Regions from separate parts of the Mus musculus genome. Here region 2 is linked to region 1. Evidence: chromatin contacts called from public promoter capture Hi-C data. All regions are on one chromosome and are shown on one strand. Each heading gives the region's core, a stretch centred on a gene start, on an enhancer-like site or on the middle of the called end of the contact. The rest is flanking DNA. Distances are from core to core; before and after follow the strand shown. Region 1 holds the start of Cntnap5b (contactin associated protein-like 5B). Region 2 has its middle 14 kb from the start of Gm31973.

Region 1 (5,926 bases), core at 3,266-5,765:
AAGTGATAAATGATTCCTTTTTTTGTTCCATTGTGGATGAAAAAGAAGTGTTCCAGAAAAATGAAAAAAGAATGAAATATAATACAACTCATTTCACTTTATTTTATCTTTTCTATGTATTAATGTACATGATCCATGTGCATGTGTGTATATATAGTGTATGTATGTATATATGTGTGTGTGTGTGTGTGTGTGTGCATCTGTGAATGTCCTTATGGAGGCCAGGTGTGATGTGCCATGGATGTTAGAAATCAATCTCACTCCACCATAACTAATGTTGCAGCTATGCCAAATAACATCAGGAGTTTTACTTATTTGCCAGGGAAAGATCTTATGTCAATACACTTACATGTACTTTCCAAACTGATATAAACCCCATTTCCTTTTATTTATATCTAAATAAGGTTCTGATTTAGGATGTTGTCCAGATGAATATTTGTAAAATATGGCCATTCCGAATCTTTATTATCCGTTTTTTTCTCACTCTGTATTAATATTAAGCATCCACCAACTGTGCCTAAACTGTGAACATTTTCAAACTCATATGCCATACAGGTAGGAATTATTTTATGTGCAGCAACATGAAAAGTAATACATGATCATTTGTCCCCTCTATCATGTGGCAGTTGCATCAATCAGATCAAAAATCCTTATGAAAGAAAAGGATTTCAATAGGCAAATAACGATCTGACTGAAAACTGTTTAAATAGTGATTGATAGTCTACTCTGACTAAAACCTTCTTGCAGCCAAAGTACCCTCAGAAGATGGCTTTGTTTACACTACTGTCTATGAGTAACAGCTGTTTTCTGTTCACCATAGTCAGAGGCACAATAAGCTTGCTGAAACATTTGCAAACCTTAAACAGACATCTGCTGCTTAAAGCTCAAAGTTGGTCAAGAACTGGTGTGTTTGAGGCAAAAAATGAAAGTCTTAACTCTAAATATGGTTTTGAATTAGGTATATCTAATACACTATATACTATGTCCACATATGGTTATCTAAAAGAGGGAGTCATGGTATTTATCACCAACTTGAAAATAAATCACAATTGTGAACTCCATAGTGACACATATTCACACATATTCACAATATCAGGGGACTTTACTAGAATAGACAGAATTTTTTAATTAAAAAATTTTTTTTTATTTTTTTTGGGGGGGAGGGGGTTTTGAGACAGGGTTTCTCTGTATAGCCCTGGCTGTCCTATAACTCACTTTGTAGACCAGGCTGGCCTCAAACTCAGAAATCTGCCTGCCTCTGCCTCCCGAGTGCTGGGATTAAAGGCGTGCACCACCACGCCTGGCAAGACAGAATTATTAAATCTTTCATTGTTAAAATATTTTGCCTAGTTGCACTGTATTTTGGAGCTACATTGTAGCTGTGATAATATTGAGGAACACTGTCTTTTATTCTTAGCTATCATTTTTCTCTTCACAATAGCCAAGATGCTTCCTTCTGGAGAATATCACTCCCTTTTAGCAAAGGGAGAAACATGAGTTGATGTCATCTTATTACATAATAGTGGAGAGACACGAAACACTAGAGAAAAACATTTTCAAAGAATGTAGAACTTTCACAACTAAATGTAAGACAAATTGCAGGATGGTTAAAGAATTGTATAATTTAAATTGAGGGAGAAAAATAGAAATAACTCAGGCCTAAAACAGGGCCATTAATGTGTAAATACTGGCATATTCAAAACATGGAAAAATATAGTGAGTAAAATGAAACAAGCAGGGATTCATGTATCAAAACACTAAATTTCAACAGTGATATTAAATAGATTGAAAAGGAGAATATCAAAAAGTTTGATACCATTTCTATACATTTGAAGTAGATATTAGATAAGTGATAGATAGATAGATAGATAGATAGATAGATAAATAGATAGAGGGTGAGTGGGTGGATGGATGGATAGATAGATAGATAGATAGATAGATAGATAGATAGTCAGATAAGCCATAGATATAGTAGGAGAATGGATTCTCAAGTAGCCTTTCTGGACTGAAACTCCATTTGTTGCCTAGGATAACCTTGAAATTCTTATCTTCTTGCCTCTACCCTTCATACTGATTGTGTTGCAGTACCATGTCTAACAACCACATTCTGTTTTATAGTATTACAGGTTGAACCTAAAGCTTCCTTCATAAGCACTCCATCAACCATACTCTATTCTCAACCTCACCATTTCTAAATTGATAAAAGATAATCATAATAATACAATGTGATTTTTAAAGACAAAGATGTGATAACACTCATAAAAGCAACATATATGGACATAATATACCAATAAATTAACATTTTTTATATTATTTTATTCTTTTAAAACTTGCTCAAGAGATGAGACTAGAGAGAAATATCTGTGATTAACAGCTCTTTACTGCTCTTATAAAAGTTAGGAGTTTACAATCTCAGGCAGCACACAAACATCTCTAACTCCAGTTCCAGAAGATCTGACATCATTTTTCTGGTCCATGTGGGCACTGAATGAATAAGATAAATGTACACCCATGCAGGTTCACATACATCCACACAGGCTCTCATACATATATACACATATAAAATTAAATTTTAACAACCTTAAGAAATCAAAAAGTCTAAGTATTACACACAATTAAAACGTACAAAATAATTATCAGTCATGGGTTTGTACATTCAAGACCTTTTGAGTGTGATTAAACTAGTCAGCAGGGGAATTTTCAACCCAGACTCTCTAAGGCCAGAAAAAGTGATGGGAGCATCTCTGGGGTTATCTTAGAAAGGCTGTAGGGGAAACCACTCAAAGCAAAAGGACATAGAATCTCCTTACTCTTTTCATTTCTACACTCCCCTCCCAATATGACAGGAAAGGGTGTGTCCCACAGAATTGATATGTTGTGAGCCAAAGTCCCTCTCTGTATAGTTATGCCTCAAAACCTTGTATTGAATTCACTGTGAACCAGGAATCTACTGACATAATTGATTTCAGTTAAAGTATAGGGATGCTATTTGCTTACAGCTAATAGGACTTTCAGAATTCTTTCCTTAGTAAAATATTGGCCTCTTGTTTTGTTTTCATTGAACTGTCTTTCAGTATTCCACTGATGGAAGCTGAAAGGTTGGGATTTATGCAAAGGCTGCTTAAAGCTCAGTCCAGTGTGGAATAGCTGCAGAGCTGGCAGCTGAAACCAAAGGCTGTCAGGAATCTGTGGTGTAAAATAAATCTGTGTGCTCAGTAATGCTGGGAAGGAGAATTAGTTAAGAGAGAGAGGAATTGACTTCCTTTGATGTGGAAAAATCCTATAGACTCTAACTTGATGTAAATTTCACATAGAAGACATCATTACTGGTTCCTCTTTTGTTAACATTTGACACGTTTCTGGCAGCTTCACACTAAATGCACAATAAGTTGATCTATGGCAAAGCAAGCAAGTCAGCAGACTTATGCTAGAACCTAAATAAACAAGACCTCTAATGCAGAGCCCCGAGGAAGCAATCAAAATGCATCTTCTCTATTATAGATGTAAAGCTTTTAAAAGCCAACAATGGGCTCACACATGACCCTCACACCCACTTGTTTCTACTCATCCTCCAGCCCCTTCCTGTTAAAAATAGTTTTTAAACGTTTTTCTTTTATGCCAGCGTACCATCTTGGCTCCTTTGGGACCCACAGCAGCAATCATCCTGTAGTACTTGTGGAAGCAATGTGCCAATAGCAACCAAGGATAGGTGCAGATAGGGAAAGTCAAAAGTGGAGAGCGATCCTATCTCTAAATGGCTAAACCGGAAATCCCAATGAGATCAATACTAGTCAATTACACATCCCTACAGTTGAAATTGAACCCCATAATTGAAGCTTCCTTTGACTCTCTCCTGCGAAGTGAGGAAAAAGGTATTAGGCACTAGCATAGGTCATTGCTGAGTTCTCCATGGGAAAATCCCATTTCCTAAGGCTTCTTTCTCTCTTCCAACCCCTTTAAGCATCACTTTAGCATCATTGTTTGAAAACCTGATTTAAATGCCAATACTGGCCCCTAATTTGGGAGGAAAAGAAAGAGAAGTGATAAGTGGTTAGGGATGCTGGGATGCATGGACAGGAAAGAGAGAGAGAGAGAGAGAGAGAGAGAGAGAGAGAGAGAGAGAGACAGAGAGAGAGAGACAGAGAGAGAAACAGAAGACAGAGAGAGACAGAGAGAGAGACAGAAGACAGAGAGAGACAGGGAGAGAGACAGAAGACAGAGAGAGACAGAGAGACAGAGAGAGGGAGAGGGAGGGTCGGGGCGGGAGGGGAGGAGAGAAGGATGGAGAGGAAGGGGAGAGGTAGACGGAGGGAGGCAGGCCGGCAGACAGATAGATTGGATCTTTTCTCTTTACTTTCCCAGCAAGTAGCCTAAGCGAGTCACAGGAGCGTCTGTGGGGGGACGCGGGAGCAACCAAGGACCGCCCAGGGCACTCTGATAGGCGAGCTCGCTTCTAGGCAGGGGGCGGTGCCGCTCAGAATGTGCGGATAAGGAGCTGTCCTTCACCCTGGTGCTGAATCTAGCTCTTGCGCCGGAACAAAGTACTTTAGACTATTGGTGGAGCTGTGCGCAAGATCTGAACCTTTAAGAAAGGCAATCTTTAAGAGAAGGCAAGCAAGAAAGGCAAGCACAGAAAGGGACAGTTGCAGGAACTGTCGACTGCAGCTCGGAGCTCCGAGGAAGCTCTGCTACGGTTTCAGTGGAGGATCTGAGAAGCAAAATGGAGTGAAGGAGAAGAGTGTCTGTTTAAGGGGGGGTGGGAGGGGGCGAGGCTGTGCGAAGGAGTGGAAACAGAGAGTGAGAAAAGAAAAGAAAGAAAAGCCAAGGCTGGTGCCTATGAATTTGGGATTCAACTGGAAGAATCGCTCACTCGGGGGAAATGGATTCTGTACCAAGACTGACCAGCATTTTGACTTTGGTGCTGTCTGGCTTGTGGCACGTTGGATTAACAGCGACAAATTGTGAGTACTCAGAGCTGGGGGAGGGAAGATGAGGTGGGATCGATGCTCTTTGGAATAACTATCCACTTTCTGACCATATATGCCCTGGGTAGAAGGAAAGATGAAGGGGGAAACTGTAACCACCACTCCAACTATTTCAAAAGTTATCAGAACTGTAAGGAGCTTGCTCTGCTGCCTGCATTGCTTGCCCTTCTTTTGTAATCATAAAGTTCCCTTAGCTCCATGGTTCTTAATCTCAGCCAGGGATGCACGGCCATGAGCAAGCCTCTAGGGGCAGAGAACCTTCAGAGTCAAGGAACTCTGTAATAGCAGCAACTGCATCTCCCACCGATCTGAAAAGTGCCCCAAACAACTCAACCCCCACCTCCACCCTAAGTACTGAGCTCTCTTCACTGCCTTTGGCATAAGGTTCCAATTGGGGCATTTTATAACCAATGAACACCCATGTAAAGGGTTTGGGAGTTTGGGCCTAAGAATTGTAGTCCAAATGTAGTTACTACAGGAGATCAATGGTTCCCTATTACAAGGCAGAGGAGGGAGAGCTCCAGAACACACTCCACCCTCCAAATTCTGGTGCCTGAGAAGGAATAGGGAGTATGCATCGCACTGTCCACGTTTCGACCCGAGCAAGCATATAACAGTTATTTAATTGGCAGTAATTTTTGACTCTCATAGATCTGCCCCTTGTACTACATATTTAAAGAATCCAGTTTGTGAAACTTGAACACAAATAGCTAAACCTATGAGAGGTTCAAGCTCAATTGCTCAGTTGCTTCTTTAGGCAGAAGGAGGGAAATTTTGCCTTCTTTGGGAACTCCCAAATGAGAAAAAATGCAATTAAGCCATCTGTGTTCTTTGCAAGGGTGGCTTACCACAGACTCTCAAGTTTATGCGTTTGTTCCCTCATCTTCTTTTCCTACACTGAAGCTCAGAAATATTATCCAGACTTGACCAATATTGTTTTA
Region 2 (6,436 bases), core at 3,454-5,953, 1.5 Mb after region 1:
AGAAAGAAATTAGGGAAACAACACCCTTCTCAATAGCCACAAATAATATAAAATATCTCGGCGTGACTCTAACGAAGGAAGTGAAAGATCTGTATGATAAAAACTTCAAGTCCCTGAAGAAAGAAATTAAAGAAGATCTCAGAAGATGGAAAGATCTCCCATGCTCATGGATTGGCAGGACCAACATTGTAAAAATGGCTATCTTGCCAAAAGCAATCTACAGATTCAATGCAATCCCCATTAAAATTCCAACTCAATTCTTCAACGAATTAGAAGGAGCAATTTGCAAATTCATCTGGAATAACAAAAAACCGAGGATAGCAAAAACTCTTCTCAAGGATAAAAGAACCTCTGGTGGAATCACCATGCCTGACCTAAAGCTTTACTACAGAGCAATTGTGATAAAAACTGCATGGTACTGGTATAGAGACAGACAAGTGGACCAATGGAATAGAATTGAAGACCCAGAAATGAACCCACACACCTATGGTCACTTGATCTTCGACAAGGGAGCCAAAACCATCCAGTGGAAGAAAGACAGCATTTTCAACAATTGGTGCTGGCACAACTGGTTGTTATCATGTAGAAGAATGCGAATCGATCCATACTTATCTCCTTGTACTAAGGTCAAATCTAAGTGGATCAAGGAACTTCACATAAAACCAGAGACACTGAAACTTATAGAGGAGAAAGTGGGGAAAAGCCTTGAAGATATGGGCACAGGGGAAAAATTCCTGAACAGAACAGCAATGGCTTGTGCTGTAAGATCGAGAATTGACAAATGGGACCTAATGAAACTCCAAAGTTTCTGCAAGGCAAAAGACACCGTCAATAAGACAAAAAGACCACCAACAGACTGGGAAAGGATCTTTACCTATCCTAAATCAGATAGGGGACTAATATCCAACATATATAAAAACTCAAGAAGGTGGACCTCAGAAAATCAAATAACCCCCTTAAAAAATGGGGCTCAGAACTGAACAAAGAATTCTCACCTGAGGAATACCGAATGGCAGAGAAGCACCTGAAAAAATGTTCAACATCCTTAATCATCAGGGAAATGCAAATCAAAACAACCCTGAGATTCCACCTCACACCAGTGAGAATGGCTAAGATCAAAAATTCAGGTGACAGCAGATGCTGGCGAGGATGTGGAGAAAGAGGAACACTCCTCCATTGTTGGTGGGATTGCAGGCTTGTACAACCACTCTGGAAATCAGTCTGGCGGTTCCTCAGAAAATTGGACATAGTACTACCGGAGGATCCAGCAATACCTCTCCTGGGCATATATCCAGAAGAAGCCCCAACTGGTAAGAAGGACACATGCTCCACTATGTTCATAGCAGCCTTATTTATAATAGCCAGAAACTGGAAAGAACCCAGATGCCCCTCAACAGAGGAATGGATACAGAAAATGTGGTACATCTACACAATGGAGTACTACTCAGCTATTAAAAAGAATGAATTTATGAAATTCCTAGCCAAATGGATGGACCTGGAGAGCATCATCCTGAGTGAGGTAACACAATCACAAAGGAACTCACACAATATGTACTCACTGATAAGTGGATACTAGCCCAAAACCTAGGATACCCACGATATAAGATACAATTTCCTAAACACATGAAACTCAAGAAAAATGAAGACTGAAGAGTGGACACTATGCCCCTCCTTAGAAGTGGGAACAAAACACCCATGGAAGGAGTTACAGAAACAAAGTTTGGAGCTGAGATGAAAGGATGGACCATGTAGAGACTGCCATATCCAGGGATCCACCCCATAATCAGCATCCAAACGCTGACACCATTGCATATACTAGCAAGATTTTATCGAAAGGACCCAGATGTAGCTGTCTCTTGTGAGACTATGCCGGGGCCTAGCAAACACAGAAGTGGATGCTCACAGTCAGCTAATGGATGGATCACAGGGCTCCCAATGGAGGAGCTAGAGAAAGTACCCAAGGAGCTAAAGGGATCTTCAACCCTATAGGTGGAACAACATTATGAACTAACCAGTACCCCTGAGCTCTTGACTCTAGCTGCATATGTATCAAAAGATGGCCTAGTCGGCCATCACTGGAAAGAGAGGCCCATTGGACACGCAGACTTTGTGTGCCCCGGTACAGGGGAACGCCAGGGCCAAAGGGGGGGAGTGGGTGGGTAGGGGATTGGGGGTGGGTGGGTAAGGGGGACTTTTGGTATAGCATTGGAAATGTAAATGAGCTAAATACCTAATAAAAAATGGAAAAAAAAAAAAGATACAGAATGTTTAGAGGAAATAAAACAATCAGTATTTTCCAAATGAAGGCAAATCTTTTTGTTGTTGTTGTTGTTGTTGTTGTTGTTTTTATTTTTTGTTTTTGTTTGTTTGTTTGTTTTTGTTTGGTTTTTTTAAAATCACTTTAAGCTAAGGGAAGTAAAGAATTCAGAATGGCTTCAGGATGTTCCTGAAATTGTCCAGATTAACCAGACTCTGTCTCTTCCAAAACTTGTAAGTAGTAAGAAATGTTAACAAAAGTTCTGATGTGCTGAGCTTTGTAGAAGGGGCTGACATCAGCAGAACCACCAGAAGGAGATAGCAGCTGAGCTATCTGGAGGAGGCTCAGACCATCTGAGTGCTTTTTGAAATATTTTCGAAACTGATGTACTGAATACAACTTCAGTAGTACACTTCAACCCTCTAGCTTTCATGGCCTGTCATCTATGGTAGACAGGTCCATTATTGATGAAGCAGTCTGAATCATTTATGCTTACATAAGTATCTTTCACCCATTCTTCTGTAAGTAATGTCAATAAAACTTATTATTTAACCAAGTTGGACCTTGGTGCTAACATCCTTAATCCATTGTTAATACCATACCTGGGGTAAGCAGATGTTTGTTCATGTCTCTGAATAATATCACACAGTACATGGGCTCAGTGGAATAAAATCCATTTCTTCCAAGCCTGATGTCCTAAGTTGGATACAGGTATGCACACTTTGGAAAGGCAAAACTGAGTTGTCTTTCATATGCATGCACATGGCACAGCACAAATTTCTGTACATGTATATACATACATATGTACACACACTCACACACACACACAGACTTCAATTTTAAAGAAATCTATATCTTTTTACCCTAAAAGGTTATAATATTATTTCTAAAATCATCATGTTTTGTTTGTTTGTTTGATTTTAGCATTGAGATTGCAAAGCATTCACAGTTCCTCCTTAGACAAATCTGCCCTATGTTCACACCAAAAATTTCTTTCTTGAGTCTGAAGAGGTGGATCAGTGATTATAAACACATTTTAGCCTCCAAGTGGACATGGGTTCAATTCTCAGCATCCCTATCAGGCTATTCACAACCACCTTTGCTCTAGATACGGGGAATACAACATCCTCCTCTGATCTTTGCAATTACATACTGCAGATTGTACATATAAACTCATGCAGGCACATAAATATACAGTATATATATATATATATATATATATATATATATATATATATATATATATATTTGATAATTTGAAATGTATTTTTTAATTTAATTAGCTAATTACTTAATTTTTACCTATTCACTTTATATCCCAGTCTCTGTTGCCCTCCTGGTCACTTCTGCCCACAATCATTATCCCACTCCCCTGTCCTTCTTCTCTAAGCAGTGCTCCATCCCTGTTTATCCTACCCACCTTAGCACTTCAAGTCTTCAAGAGAGACTAGGTGCCTCCTCTCCCACTAAGGCCAGACAGGCAGCTTAGCCAGAAGAATGTACCCTACGTATAGGCAACATCTTTTGGAATAGACCCCATTTCCGTTGTTCAGGACACATGTGAAGACCAAGCTGCACATCTGCTACAGGTGAGCAGGTTCTAGTCCCCTCTTGTCATCTTTTGCTGACAGCAATTATGCTTGGGCAACAAACTGGAAAATTGTCCTATATATGCAAGTCTCCTAAACAGGAAGTCTATATTGAACAGAAAGTGTGATCTCTGGGGCATGGGTAGCATAGTGTCTATATCATAACTACTTGTTTCATCTCTTAGTCCTTTGTGTCTTTCAACTCCTGGTAATTGAATGCATACATGGATCACAATTAACATCAGTGAAAGACAGCTAGCAAGCCCTGGTGATCTTCCTGTTTTCTCCCAAACAACATTGTCGTGTCATAAACAAGTGTAGTGCTCACAGAACACAGACCCTCATGCCTGTAAAGCTCTTGAATCACAAGCCCCCGTGGTTTCTATAAGAAGTACAATGGCCTAAAAAGGAATTTCTGCACATCTGAGATTGCTAGAAATAGTGTTATTGGCTCCTACCATTGAGCCACTTCTGTTCCTTCTTTTTTTTTTTTTCTGAGAAAAGAATTTGTTGTGTAACCACAGCAATTGCATCTGTAAAGGCAGCATGCTGTCATACTGTCTGCCCTCCAGGCTCTTATCTTAATAAACAATTAGATAAACAAGTGTTCAGATTGACCAGATCAGCCAAATATGGAGCTGGGGAGCTTGTTTTTGTCCTAATGTAGTATCCCCTAGACTTAGGCAGTGACACAGAAGTTTAGGACTATTTATGGTCCACAATAATATTGAGAGTTGAATTCTTGGTTAAGCTCCTCATTAAATTTCTGTGATGATTTGTTCTCATTATTCTAATTGCTGCCTTGTATTCTCAGACCAGCTGGCTCCTGGAGCAGAAGTTCAGCAGGACTATGGCAGATGCTGAATCCATGCACTGCCTTCCTGTGAAGAGGGTCTAATTGCTGTTACTGAGGACTAGCTATGTCACTGGTACTGCCTTGGACTGCACAGCGTCCTCTGGAGACCTGGTGAATAAACGTCCTCGCATCTTCTCAGTTTTAAGGACCCTTCATCATTTATACTGATCTATCTTCTCAACTGGCTGCTGGCTACCTTCAGGCTGCATTAGTTATATGTTGGCTATGCCTCCTACTGCTCATCTGTTCTTCCAATGATAACTAATAAAAGTTGGCAAGGACAATCCTATGTTTTACTGTTCTCTACCAAGTGCCAGGAAAATGATGAATGTCAAGTGTGCATTGTCTGTATGCTGCAATTTATATGATATATCTTGGGGTTATAAACCCCTATAAGTAAGTGTTTCATATTATCCAAGAGAATAACATCTTATGGGCATCCCTTAAGCCTGATTCTTTTCCAAATAGGTATAGTCCTCCACACATAAGATATGCATGAATGTTCCAATATATTCTCAGGTTCAGTAAGCTAGACTTGAATAGAAAACATTTTCTTATTCTGTCCATTCTCAGTTAAATAGACTTTTGTTCATGTCTTCCTTGGAAAAGTTAATGCAATAACCACTCTATTCTGGCTGGATTCCTACAGCCATCTGTGCTGGTTCAGTATATCAGTTTGCTAAAGATATGGGCCATGCAATATTAAGGTTTGCTTGGGATACAAAGGACTACACTTTTCTATGTGCTTCACCACCTTGGTCCTGCCTGGTCTTTCCCTGGTCTCTGGCTACTCCATGAGTTTTCACAGCTTTCATATATGTGTATCAATTTATTAATTCAGCACTTCTACCCCACTCCCTTGAGAAAAAAAAGTGGAATTCAGGAAAATCCAAGATCTTTGGTTCAGTCCTGTTTCAGTAAGCTTCATCTGTCAATGTGAGACCAGCCTTGGCTCACGTGGGAAGAGAGAATCTTAACTGCAGAATTGGCCACATAAGATTGCCCTTTGTGGATGTCTGTGAAGGATTTTATTGACTGGTAGTTTTTGAAGGAAGATGCCACCATGGGTGGTTCTTCCCCTTCATAGGTGTTCCTAGACTATACGAGAAAGGTATTTGAACAAGCTAAAATGCGGTATTTCTCCATGGTCCTCATTTCAATTACTGCCTCCATATTTTTGCTGTGAGCTGGTCTGGCTTTCCTGATTGATAGATTGATGGAAAACTATAAGTTATTAAATCTTTTCCTCCTCAAGTTTCTTTTGGCTTATGGTGTTTTATCATAGTAGCAGAAAGCAAGATGGAACAATCCCTTGATAAGTAGTAGAATCTATGACACAGGACCATAACAGGGGCCTCATATGGGCTTGAGTGACAAAAAGCAAGATATTGAAAGTAATTCCAGTACTTGAGAGACTGAACAGAAAAAGATCCAGAGCAAGGTTGGGGAAACATTCAGTAAAGTACTTACTCTGAAAATGCAATTTTGATCTCTACATCCCACAAAACACAAATATTGAGCGTAGTCATATTTTCCTGTGATCCCAATATTGAGGAAACAGAAATAGGTCATTCCTGGGTCTCACTGGTCTGCCAGACAGGTTAAATTTCCATATTATAGATCAGTAAGGGAGGCTATCTTAAAAAAATGAGATGGATAGTAACTAATGACTTGATGACAGTTGGGGGTTGATTTTCAGCTTCTATGCCCATATGTTTGAATAACAGGCACATG

The links. Promoter capture Hi-C pulls out the DNA fragments that hold promoters and counts their contacts.
Region 2: a promoter capture Hi-C map of hippocampal neurons shows a contact between it and region 1, with 4 times the contacts expected there. The contact joins the enhancer-like site here to the promoter of Cntnap5b in region 1. A contact is called at or near these places in 4 of 39 promoter capture datasets (cranial neural crest, hippocampal neurons and liver).

The regions. Positions count from the first base shown.
Region 1 is chr1:99,767,886-99,773,811 of GRCm38.p6, forward strand. It overlaps Cntnap5b (contactin associated protein-like 5B), which reads left to right and starts at 4,516. Exons shown (of 24, transcript NM_172851.3): 1 at 4,516-4,961. The coding sequence starts at 4,880. The region is part of intron 2 of Gm51641 (a long non-coding RNA gene); the gene reads right to left.
Region 2 is chr1:101,245,923-101,252,358 of GRCm38.p6, forward strand. No RefSeq gene overlaps it. Among named protein-coding and RNA genes, the nearest start is that of Gm31973, 14 kb to the right of the region's middle. Within about 2 kb of position 4,704, at least 2 of the 459 cell types and tissues checked have an H3K27ac peak or open chromatin away from gene starts, as enhancers often do. A contact at or near this core is called in hippocampal neurons, where this site is marked.